Linked DNA regions of Neogale vison: all the other regions are linked to region 1. Evidence: chromatin contacts called from public Hi-C data. All regions are on one chromosome and are shown on one strand. Each heading gives the region's core, a stretch centred on a gene start, on an enhancer-like site or on the middle of the called end of the contact. The rest is flanking DNA. Distances are from core to core; before and after follow the strand shown. Region 1 holds the start of TRMT10A (tRNA methyltransferase 10 homolog A). Region 2 holds the start of LAMTOR3 (ragulator complex protein LAMTOR3). Region 3 holds the start of LOC122889349 (histone H2A.Z).

Region 1 (4,139 bases), core at 1,388-3,887:
TATTCCCATACCTCCCCACTCCCAACTTGCTGAAGGACACTCTTAGACTTAATGAAATAACACAAGTAGGCTTAAAATAATGCAATTTGTGATTACTGCCCAATGTTCTCAGGCCAAACATTTGGAGGAGCTCATGATTGTATTTATTACCATTTGTTATTGTTGTCATCGTTGTTGTTTTTGTTACAGATTTCTGTTTCTATCTGAGCCCCTTTCTCACCCTACAAACTACAGTCCAACTTAACAAACTGGCTGCTAATTATCTGACTGTGGTCCACATGTTTTGTTTAGCCTGCTCACTATTTAAAAAATGAACAAAATAGTTGTCAACACTTAAAAACCAGATTTTACATAAAAATCTGGTTTCCTGGCTTCTCTATAAAAATTGAGATTTGGTGTAATGAAGCCCATATTCCTTCTTGGAATCAGTGCCCTGACTAAACAGAGAATGGCCTCTCAGGTTCGTACTTTTCTCCCAGATAGTTTCTCTCATTGTTATCTTCTAGTCCTCATAGACATTATAGGTTTGCAACCGATGAACTTGAATCTCTTTTATTTCAAACTCTTATTTTGGCTTAAACCACTAAATATTTGCTAATGATTTCTAAATCTGTTTCTACTTAGAAATCCCACATACTCCCCGGAACCCACATATTCAATATCAAACTACTTTTTTCAAAACCTAATTTTCTCCCACTATTCCCTAAATGACCCAGTTAACATAATTGCATTCCTATAGTTGTCCAAATTAAAAAACCCTTAGGGTTATTCTTTCCTCCTTTTTCTTCATCCTATCCACAGCTTTTCAATCATGTGCCAAATTTTGACATGTCTTTGCTTTTATAGCTCCCAATATTTGAATACCTTTTTCTTCTTTATACCTGGAAAACCACTTACTTTCCAACATGGAGCAAAATTATTCAATTTCTAAAACTATATTTCCTGTCTCCAAGAGCATTTAGTTGCTCCTTTTCATGTATAGGTATCTCAAGTACATTGTATGTTGTATGGGTATTTATTTACTGCTGGCTTGCCACTAGTCTATGGATTCCTTACAAGGACACAGATTATGATCTAGTTATCTTTGTATGAACAGTACTAAGACAAAAACATGAACTCAATAAACACATGAATTTTATAAATCAATGAAGGTTATTTCATATCATGAATTTACTTTCCTATACTTTCTATATTATGCTTCAATTTCTGATTAATCCCCCCCCTTTTTTTGCTGGCACTTTTTTGGTGCTTGATAGTAGAATCATTGATAGTAGAATCACTTAAATATTTGCACCACATTACTGTAGAGTTAAAATGGCTGTTATCAAAAGAAAACTTATTGACTCTGCCATGAAAATATGAAGGTTTTTAAGGTAACTTAAAAAAAATCCTGCCTTAAATACATAAGGATGCCAAATAGTAACACTGAAAAAATATATTATTACTCATAAACAGAATCCTGAGAGGCACTGAACAGCTGTTGAAAAACTTGGCACGCCATTATGCCAGCCTGAGTTTAATGACCTACATGTGAAGGGCTACATATCCAATTACTAATCCTCACTCAGCTACTCTTTGCCCTGATATAGAGGCAGCTGGAAAAGAGATGCCCTACTAACATGAGAAATGGATCCAGAGTTTGTTGTCAATGTTCAGTTAAGAGATCTTTTAGATTTAAGATGAGGAAGAAACAGGGAGTAACCCGCAGTCTTATAGCTGACCTAGTTTTTCAAGTAAAATTTGAGGGTTTTAAACAAGAATGCTTTCAGTTTTGTGATGAGAGAACTCAAATTTTGAATTTAATTTTCTATTCATTAAAGCCTTTAAACATGTTCAAATATATTTTCAAGTATCAATAATTTACTTCATAATTCTTCCCATACCAATATGGCAGTCTTCTATTCATCCATTCAAATCTCATTCTTATATTCAAATTCTGCAACAATCACCTATTAGAAGAAGGCTAAAAGAAAAGCTAAAAACGACAGTCTACTAGATTTTGTTTCAGTTCTCCCTCAAGTTGACTTGGTCTATATATAGCAAAAAGATCATATAAGGTCATGTATTATGAACAATGAAACGTCACATGATGTTTTGCAAAACTGTAAGAAAATTAGTTCAAGGAATGAATGGAGAGTAAGACTTAGGGTATAATGAAGAAAAAGAATTTAAACATTCTAGATTTAAATGCATCTTATTGGGAATTTGACTCACTCTTCCAATTTTGATTTTCCATTTGAGTTGTGTGAAATCATGTGATACTGGCAACCTTCTTCCGTATACATCACAGTTCAGGCGTAGCTATGCTTTCGTTCCATCTCCAGTAGAGAATTAAAGAGCTCTCCAACACTGCTTCGCATTTAAAATTTATAAAAGTAGTTATGCCTTACACCCCTCCTCTATCCCCATAGGTATATATAAATGAATACATGCCTGCAAGCATACACTTGCTTTGAGGTGCAAAAGCAGACATCATTGTAACTACCTCCCCTCCAAAAACCCTCACTCCAGACCCCGCCCAACATGAACGCCCTCGCCTTTCTGCAGGTCCAAATGTGGCGCAGTTTGATGACGTAAAGACGTACGCGCCGTAGCCTCCTACGCGTAGCCGCCGTCCCTGCCTCTGGGAGTTGAAGTTTCCTTAGGAAGATTCGTGAGCTCTAGCAAGACCATTACGAGAAGGGTCTGGGTTGGTGTTCTCAGTTCCCTGTCAACTCCTCGGCTCCGTAAGTCTCTTGGCACTGCCTCTGGCGCCTGCCTACTCTCTGGTCTTCTTTGGGCGCAAAAGGGGCTCTTGGCGATGCCATTCTCCACTAGCAACACGGCTTCCGGGGGAGAGGGGAGTGGGGCTGTAGAAATGGAGCCGCGACCCCGTTCCCGAAGGAAGTGATGTCACAGAGAGCGCGTCCCCCGCGCCACGCAGCTCCCTGATTCGCTGGCTGTAGTTTAATCCCTCCTTGAGTGCGTCCGCCGACGGGTGCCCTGGAGGGGAGTGTTGGGCGAGGCTCTGCCCACCCGCTGTGGGAGTGCCTACGGTCGGAGTGTGTGTGGGGGTCGGGATCCGGTCCCTAGTGTGTGAAGAGAGTGAGTTTCCAAATAATGAAGGGAGAGGGAAATCTGGACCCCGAAAGGCTGGCAAACGAGTGTGGTTCTGCCCCTTGGTGGCTAGAGACCGCGAGCTGTCGCTTTACCACTTTAAACCCGCCTTACCGCGTTTCTCCCAGCGAGGGGCGGACGTAGCTGAACGCTCTGAAATGCTGAGAGCCCAAGGGAAAGTTGCTGCAGGTGCTGGTAGCCCCATGGTGGTGAGCCGAGGATGGTGTTTAAGAAGACAGGCGTTACTTGATTTCAGCGAACTATTTTAAGTGTTAAAATTCGGGATTTTTTTTCTAGAACTATAAAGAGGATAGCAACAGATGACTTTCTCCCGTTTTGTTTTGGTGGTTTTAATTCCTTCCCCTCTCCCTAGGCCAGCCCAGCTAAATCGTGCGCTTTAGATATCGCAGATCTGGCCGGCGCCTTTTAACAAAGGTTTTCTTTCCCTCTCACTTTTCTTAAACGACCTGTCACTGTCAGGTCATTCAACTCCATTTTGCAGTTATTCCAACATTCGTTTGGGTCTTTCAGGAGGGGAGGTTGTCATAAGTAATGAAGACTGCTTATTTAGCCCAATCAAAATCCTTTTTTTTTTAACTTTTGACTGATGTATGACTGTGTTCCCTGCTGGAAGCTGTGCTGAGAACTGGAGATACAAGGAAGATTGAGATGACTTTTACTTTCTTATTTATTTTACTTATTTGTCTCACACCAAATGGCCTTAGTCACCTTTATCCAGTTCTTGGTGTTATCAGACCATCTGATAACCTAATTCTTGTAACTAAGCGAACCAACTTTGTAAAAATTCTCTATTAAAGTAAACTAAATTTCACACAGATATTTCTATACAAAATATTCTTAAGTATTTGTTGAACGTGGTTGAATAAATGAAAATATACTGTCACAGCATGGGAGGGAGGAACACAAAACTGCTGTGGAGCTTATAAACTGTGGCACAAACTTTAAAAAGCAAGTATACCTAGTAAAAAAATGCCACATTTTGCTTCAGGTCATCTGAACAAGCTAGTATATGGTGAAATGCT
Region 2 (3,826 bases), core at 1-2,500, 260 kb before region 1:
GGGAGAAGTTTTTGGAGCTTTTGAGTCAGAGGCGACTATAAGACATATATTTAGAAATGTGCAACAACAGACAAGCAGCCAAAAATGTGAACCTAGAACTCTGAGGAAAGGTGCAGACTTAGGACTCACGTTCTCAGGGAAATGTGGAAAGAGAAAAACAAACTAAAGACAAGCTTTAAACGCAATGATCTAAAGAATTAGGAAACTAGAATGGGTGAGGACCTAAAATAAGTAATACAGTATCCCAAAGCTAGGAAATCAAACGATTTAAATAAGGAAAAGGAAGTGAACTTCAATGACGTGAGTTGCTATGGAACTGTCAAGTTCCCTTGTAATAATTAGATCATTTTAACAGCTGGGAGCTCTGTAGTTTAGTTTACCATTTTGTCTTCTCACGGATAAACAGGAAATTAGTATCCAACTCTTCCCCCTGTCTTAAGCTAGAATCCCTTTTGCACTCCTACTTTTAGGGACTGGGAGTTGAAGATGAGTCCTTAACAAGCTCCCATAGTCTTTGTTTTCTTACCAGCTACCCGTAGGTTTTTGTTACTTGTGCAAATGAGCAAGGCACCAAACAAAAAACATGACTGCAACTAAGTCACAGCCTTCTAAATCATGAGGCAAAGAAGGGAGGTCGTCCAGTATTTGCATATGCTGAGTTCCACAAATAACTGTGAAAACTCCAGAAAGCCCACGGCTCCTCTATTCAATCTAGACAAGACCTTGAGTAACCGCCCTTGGAAAAGCCAAGGCAGAGGAGGTCATCAGGCTCAGAAATCTATGAACCTGGGTTTTGTTTTGTTTTTTGCTTTTTAAGATTTTATTTTTAAGTAATCTCTTCACCCACCGGGGCTGGAACTCACCACCCCAAGATCATGTCATAAACCCCACTGACTCAGTCAGCCAGGCGCCCCAGGAGCCAGGGACTTCTAAACACGGGCAACTCTGCCGCAGTTCCCCTTGCAAACAACAGCCCTTCAAACGTTTTTTACCTACAAGAAAAGATCTTAAGATAACAAGCCTTGAAAAACTAATGAAATCTGTGCACCCTCCCCACATAACGTCTTCGGGCATACATCTTCCGCAGGTCTTTGAGTGCCAGACGATAGCCAAGGAACCCTCTAACCTCGGGCCGGCGTCCCCACGTCCCCAGGTGTGCGCAGGCGCAAGGAGCAGCCCGCCCAGGGGCGGGGACGGGCGGGGTGCGCCGGCGCAAAAGTCCCCCGCACCTCCCCGGAAATTTCGTGTCACCCGGCTTCGGAGGCGTCGGAAGTGCTTCCTGGAGCACTGAGGAGGTCGCAAGTCATGTGACGACGGCTTTCAAGGGAGACTGTCTTTGAAGCTGTCCCCGAGCTTACAGCTGAGAGAACACCGCAGCCCAGAAAGCCGGGTAACTTGAGCCGCTCTGCGTGGTATTGAGCCCGGGCCCCCCGGTGGCGCCGGCCGTGAGACTCAGGGGAGGGAGAGGACTTGCCTTCGGGCCTAGATCTTCGCGGGTGGAGGGTGGAGTGACTGAGATAGGGCATGACAGCTACCGCCTGGGTATTGGAGAACTCGCGCTCATTCCCGCTCCCCTAGTGCGAGTCCTAGAGCCGCGGATTCTTGCCTGGCCTTGATGAGAGCTGACCCCGCTTATTAGGTTGGAGGTGGGAAGAAGTGTCGAGGGGAGAGTCACCAGGAGTTTCTCTTCCAGGAGTGGACATTGATCCTGCGGGACAAAGGGGTTCGTCATGGCGGATGTGAGTTAACACACCCACACAAGAGGAAGGGGAGGATGGGAAGTTTAGGGGAGGCCTCCTGGGCGGGGAGAGGTAAAGCTTGCCAAGGAGAAATATGTTCCCTTTTAGACCCCCACCCCCACATAGTTTCTGTAGACTCTGGAGTGAGTGACTAAGATGAAGAGATTTGCGGAGCCCCGAGTTTCTGCGCACAGTGGGTGTGTTGATGTCTTGAGGTTGAGAGAATTGTTTTCTTCCCACTCCCTAGTCCAGCAGGCAGAAGAGAGGCTCTGAATCCCATTTGAATTTCTAAATGTTTTGCTGCTGTGAATCTACTTTTTTCCAGGAAGTGGTCATGATGTCTCTCTAGATTCACTGGAGCAAACTGAGATGATTTCTGACTGATAACCTCTTTAGCATAGCAGTAAAACCCAAATTTTAAGTTTAGGAAACTTAATTGTACTAGTTACTAGAAACAACGGGGAATTAATACTACTAATGTTTGTGTCTATATTTCACATCCTGTTTTATTACTTACATGCCGGGTACTCTTCCAAACTTGAACATAGACTCATTTAATTCTTACAACTTTTATGAAGTAGGCACTGTTACTGTCCTTGTTTTCTCGATGGGGAGGCTAAGGCATAGAAAGATCATGTAACTTGCCTCTGGTTACACAGCTGGTAAGTTGTAATGTCAAGATACCACCCCAGGCAGTCTAACTCCAGCGCTTACCCTCTTAACCACTAGGCTAAATGATCACTCAACATTAATATTGAATGTGATTTTTCTTTTTAGGCTGCAAGACTGTATGTTTGAGTATTTAGGAACTTTGTATGCCTTTATCACTCCATTTTTTAGTGTCTGTCATTATGTTCTTGAGAACGTTCTCTCCAGTCATAGTCAAACACTGTGTATCTATTGAGTAGCACCTTGCAAAGTTTGTTGTAATAAGGGCTGTGTGTGAAATAGAGATGATGAAGGTATAATTCCTCTCCATAAGGCATTTTTTTAAATATTTTATTTATTTGTCAGAGGGAGAGCTCATGCATGTGAACGTACGAGCACAAGGAGTGGCAGGCTAAGGGAGAAGCAGACTCTCCTCTGAGCAAGGAGCCTGATGTGGGACTCCATCCCAGGATCCTGGAATCATGACCTGAGCCAAGGCAGACACTTAACCAACTGACCCACCCAGGCATCCCTCCATGAGGGTTAAAAAAAAATTTTTTTTAAGTATAGTAGGCAGGTAGTCATAAATGTATATACATAATCGTGTGAAAATTCAAAAGAAAGAGGGATTACATCTCGTTTGTGTGTATCAGGAAGGCCTATTTGAAGTATTTGGTGGTTGAGATTAGCTCTAAATAATGAGTAGCACTTTTTCTTAAAGTAAGGTTGATAGAGAATCACTATTAAAATGAATAGTGTAAGCAAAGTTTGAGAGATGGGAAAGGGAAAGGTATGTGGAGTAGCTGTGAGTAGTCCACTTTTGCTGGGGTTGAGAATATGTATGAGGGAGTGATAGGAAGCGGACTGTAAAATTAGCTGTAAACCAGAGAAGCCCAAATGTTAAAAGAATTTGTAGAGAATTTATTCAACAGTGGAGAGTCATTCAGACATTGGTTCTCAACCCCAGCTGCACAGGGGATCATCTAGGGAGCACCTATAGCACAGGTAGAGAAGGAGAAAAATATGGTTATTGGCATTATGTAGAACTAACTGTATGAGATGGAAGTGGACGATCAGTTTACCAGTTGGGAGGCCAGCACAAGTCACAGATCATTTTTATTTTTATTTTTTTTTTTTTAAAGATTTTATTTATTTATTTGACAGACAGAGATCACAAGCAGGCAGAGAGGCAGGCAGGCAGAGAGAGGAGGAAGCAGGCTCCCCGCTGAGCAGAGAGCCCGATGTGGGACTCGATCCCAGGACCCTGGGATCATGACCTGAGCTGAAGGCAGCGGCTTAACCCACTGAGCCACCCAGGCACCCCACAGATCATTTTTAAAGTGAAACTAAATTGTAATGTGAGTTGAAAAGGAAAGGAAGAGGGGCGCCTGGGTGACTCAGTCAGTTAAACATCTGCCCTCAGCTCAGGTCTTCATGCT
Region 3 (3,930 bases), core at 1,293-3,792, 330 kb before region 1:
CTTGAAGGCACATTCTTTCCTGGATGTATTAGGTAGTGAGAACTAGGATTCTAATGTGGATTTCCTAAAAAGAAGAATTCTGCCATTATCTATCTAGGCTGATACCTTTTGAAATAACTTGTTTGTATTTGTTTAAAAATAGGTTTTTAAAGCAAAATGTTATTCAGAAATTTGAGATTCCCAAATGTGACAGTCTCAAATTCTCACCATAAAATGTAAAAAACAACAGTAGTTAACATACAGACTAGTGTTTGAGAGGAGGTAATAACTGGTCATAGAAAGTTTGGCTGAGTTAGGATAAGGCCATTAAGGAGAGAATCAATAATAGTGAGGTCATCTACTTCATATGTAGACTTTTATGGCAAAAGAGGACTTAAATATCCATTGGATATGGCATTGAACAAAATAATTATATAGCTTTGGCTATATACATTATATACATGTAGTAGTATACAAACAAGTACAGGAGAGATAATCCAAGAATATTAACATATTTGTAGCATGCATTTTCCAGAGAAGCAAAAAGAGTAGGTCATCACAAAACTGCTGGGAAAATGAAGAAACTGATGTTGTCCTGCTATCAGAAGGAAGAGGAAAACCATGAAAGGTATTAAACCAATTTAGGATTTTAGTTTGGAGGAGGGATGCCGTGGTTGTGTATACATAGGCAGTTTTTTGCCTTGCAACTTTCAAATCAATGGAAGACAATGTACTGGACAAGAAAAAATATTTAGGAATCAAAAATACTTTATTTCACCCCTCCCCAGCATCCAAGGTAAAAGATAATCGTAGTTATGATTGAGTGCTTATTGACAAACATATGCTAGAGGGTACACTGAATGCCCTCTCCTTTACTCTTTCATCAACCATGTGAAAATAAGTGGTACTATACCCTTTTCTTAGAACTAGAAGTTCCAAAAGGTTAGTAAGTATGATAACAGTGAGAAAGAAGAGCAGAATCTATTTCTACCTGTTCCTGAGCTCATTCTGTTAAACTCTATTCAGTGAGGCAACAGTGAATTCCTTTAGTTGGACCTCGTAACAAAGAGAACATAGTCTCTAAACTGGAAAAGGTATTAATGTTGGCTTGTGAGTTGTTTATCAGAAAGGCCCAGTGGAGCCTAGTTAACTGTTACGTCGGGCCCCACAGCTTTTACTGTCATTGTATCAGTTCGGTGGGGGAACTGATTAATTCTTCTATTGATGACATCATGAACAATTCCTCAGTTCCAGGGGGTGGGGGGAGCAATAAAAAACCTTAGTATTGAAATTATTGGGGATCTCTTCTCTAGAATTTATCTTCCAGAAATGGAGAATTCCTCTAATTTGATAAAATCTTTCAAACTGAAACTTTAATGTACTTAATACATATTTCAAAATTACTTCATGTCGGAAACACTGTTAAAGTGTAATAACTATAATTATGAAAGATTTACATCACCACAAGCATCTGGAGATGCACACAGGTGTTATTAATCTATTAGTTGGAAGGCTAAGTAGCTGGCATTATGATAGTACTCTGTGTACAGGACTATTTTTTAAGCCCACCATTTGCAATTGATTACATGGACCATCTGTAACTGTCTGTGAATCATGTTAGGAGTTACCCCACTGACATTTATCGAACATTTGTCATGTAGCAAAATGTCTTGTATAGAAAAGTTGACACATAATGGCTTTCAGGTTTCACTAAATCAACTTTAGATACCAGGCTGTAAGTACAACCCATTGATATGTAGTCTCCAGAAAAATACGGCTTATGACTCGATTAGGGAATACAGCCTCACCCCGAGCCCTCCGAGCGTAGAGCAAAAGGTCTTTTGTGACCAGAGAGGTGACTTTGCTCCACCGTTTGTTCCCGTGGAACTCTCAAGTGGCGTCAAAAGTGGCGAGGAAAGAAAATGTGGGACATACAGCTAAAGATGACGTGGGATCAGCGGGTCGCGATCATTCGGCGGCTGCGGATTTGCCTACGGGGAAGACGCGAAATCTCTGTTAAGCCTGTGGTTCACCGAGGAGTGAACCATTCTCACTCGACGCGAACGCGCCACCTGTCAGACCAGAGGAGACGCTGGGGATGGAGAGGGCGGCGGGGAAGAAGGTGCCCCGGGTCCGGGCAAAAAAAAAAAAAAAAAAGGCTGTGGGCCAGCTAGCGGGTCTCGGCCTTCGAAGCGCTCTGGTCGGAGTGACAAAGCAGTGGGGTTAGGGGAAGGAGTGCAAGCTAGATCCGGAGGCCACAACATGCAGACCCCGGGATCAGACTGGGAGACCGCGGGCGCCACCGCGTGCCCCTCCCCTGAGCCAGCCTCTCAGCTCCTCCTCCCAGACACGTGACCACAGCCGGCGGGTCTCCTCGCTCCCGCAGCGTAGCTCGCTCTGTTTCTTCCCTCCCGCCGCCGTGCCCTTCGTCTCCTCAGTTCCCATCCCTCCGCCCTCCCCCAGCTGAGGAGTGCCCGCCCCTCTGCCCTATTCTTCGCTTGTTCATTGGCTGAGGCCTCAAGGACGCGTCCCGAGGGCGGGTGGCAGCCATTGGTGGGATGAGCAATCCGAGTTCCCGGATGAGGGAACATTCAGCAGTATAAAGGGAGCGAGGAAGGCGGGAGACAGCGCAGTTTGAATCGCGGTGCGACGGCGGAGTAGGCGGTGGGATCTCGCTGGCTGGCTGACTAGTCCTTTCTCTGCCTTGCTTGTTTGAGCTTCAGCGGAATTCGAAATGGTAAACTTCGCGGAGGCGCTCGAAGACTTCGCGGGTTTTTGCCGATGGGAGAAAAACCCGTTACACACGGGAGATGGGGGTGAAGTGGCGACGGTTGGGAACGCGCGGAGACAGGATTTGGAAGAGCGGGGGGAGGTGTTTTGTCGGCGGCGAGCGGAGCAGCCTCCGATCTCGCGGCGGGCGGCGACGGTTGGGTGGCGCGCGCAGCGCCGCTGGGGGCCGGCGGGCGGACGGAGGCGCGCGGCCGCGGCGGGCGCGCTGCGGGGGGGCGGGCGGGCGGGGTCGCCCTTGCGGCGCGCGGCTGGCCAGAGACCCCGGCTGGGCACGGGGCCGCGCTCGCGCCTGGGCCGCGCCGCGGTGGGGGAGGGGCGCGCCGCCCTGGTAATCCTATATTCCCCATTCCTCCTTCGCTCGCGGGCGTGTGCGCGCCGCAGGCTGGCGGTAAGGCTGGGAAGGACTCCGGAAAGGCCAAGACAAAGGCGGTTTCCCGCTCACAGAGAGCCGGCTTGCAGGTCAGTGGTTGTTCGTGCAGTCTGGGAATTGTGGCGTTTTTCTTTCCACCGCTTTTCGTGTTTATCATCGCTGTAGATGGGCGTTTCGTCCTTGCGTGGGTGATGCGGTGTCGCGACTTGGTTTGCCGATACGATAAATATCGGGGGGGGCGATCACGTGTGTCGATGCTGGGGCGCGTTGCTGCACCAGCGTATATGCCCCTTGGTTTGGCGCGCGTGTGATATTACCATCTTTGACTCTAACATCTTTGTGCATTTATGTTTGTGTGCTTAAAATTAAGTTCCCGGTGGGCCGTATTCATCGACACCTGAAATCTAGGACGACCAGTCATGGACGTGTGGGCGCGACTGCCGCTGTGTACAGCGCAGCCATCCTGGAGTATCTCACCGCAGAGGTAAATGGGTGTACGCCTATAATCTGGAAAAGGTTTTGGGGGGGTTGGGGGAGGCGGCGAGAGGGAAGGAGGAAAGTGATGCAAGAAAAACTCCCAGGCCCTAAACGCGGCTAGAAGCTTCTGAGAACGCTAGAGGGGGCTGGTGTTCATTAAGGAATCCTTTTGAGCTTGGTTGAGTTTGCTGCTCTTGGAAATAAAATTGCGTGCCCCCTTTTGCATGTGTTGCCATTCAGGTAGTAGGGAAAGACATCATTTGGTAGATTTACCTTCATGAAGATTTGATTCTACTCTCTGGGCTTCCGCTTTA

The links. Hi-C and Micro-C count contacts between places; a contact is called where the count stands out from the background.
Region 2: a contact with region 1 is called in a Hi-C map of fibroblasts, with 3 times the contacts expected there. The contact joins the promoter of LAMTOR3 here to the promoter of TRMT10A in region 1. A contact is called at or near these places in 2 of 3 Hi-C or Micro-C datasets (fibroblasts and muscle).
Region 3: a contact with region 1 is called in a Hi-C map of fibroblasts, with 5 times the contacts expected there. The contact joins the promoter of LOC122889349 here to the promoter of TRMT10A in region 1. A contact is called at or near these places in 2 of 3 Hi-C or Micro-C datasets (fibroblasts and muscle).

Annotation. Positions count from the first base shown.
Region 1 is chr11:108,429,214-108,433,352 of ASM_NN_V1, forward strand. TRMT10A (tRNA methyltransferase 10 homolog A) reads left to right here and starts at 2,638. Exons shown (of 8, transcript XM_044224422.1): 1 at 2,638-2,726.
Region 2 is chr11:108,166,371-108,170,196 of ASM_NN_V1, forward strand. It overlaps LAMTOR3 (ragulator complex protein LAMTOR3), which reads left to right and starts at 1,251. Exons shown (of 7, transcript XM_044224419.1): 1 at 1,251-1,390; 2 at 1,694-1,739. The coding sequence starts at 1,731.
Region 3 is chr11:108,104,303-108,108,232 of ASM_NN_V1, forward strand. It overlaps LOC122889349 (histone H2A.Z), which reads left to right and starts at 2,543. Exons shown (of 5, transcript XM_044224413.1): 1 at 2,543-2,716; 2 at 3,151-3,228; 3 at 3,510-3,623. The coding sequence starts at 2,714.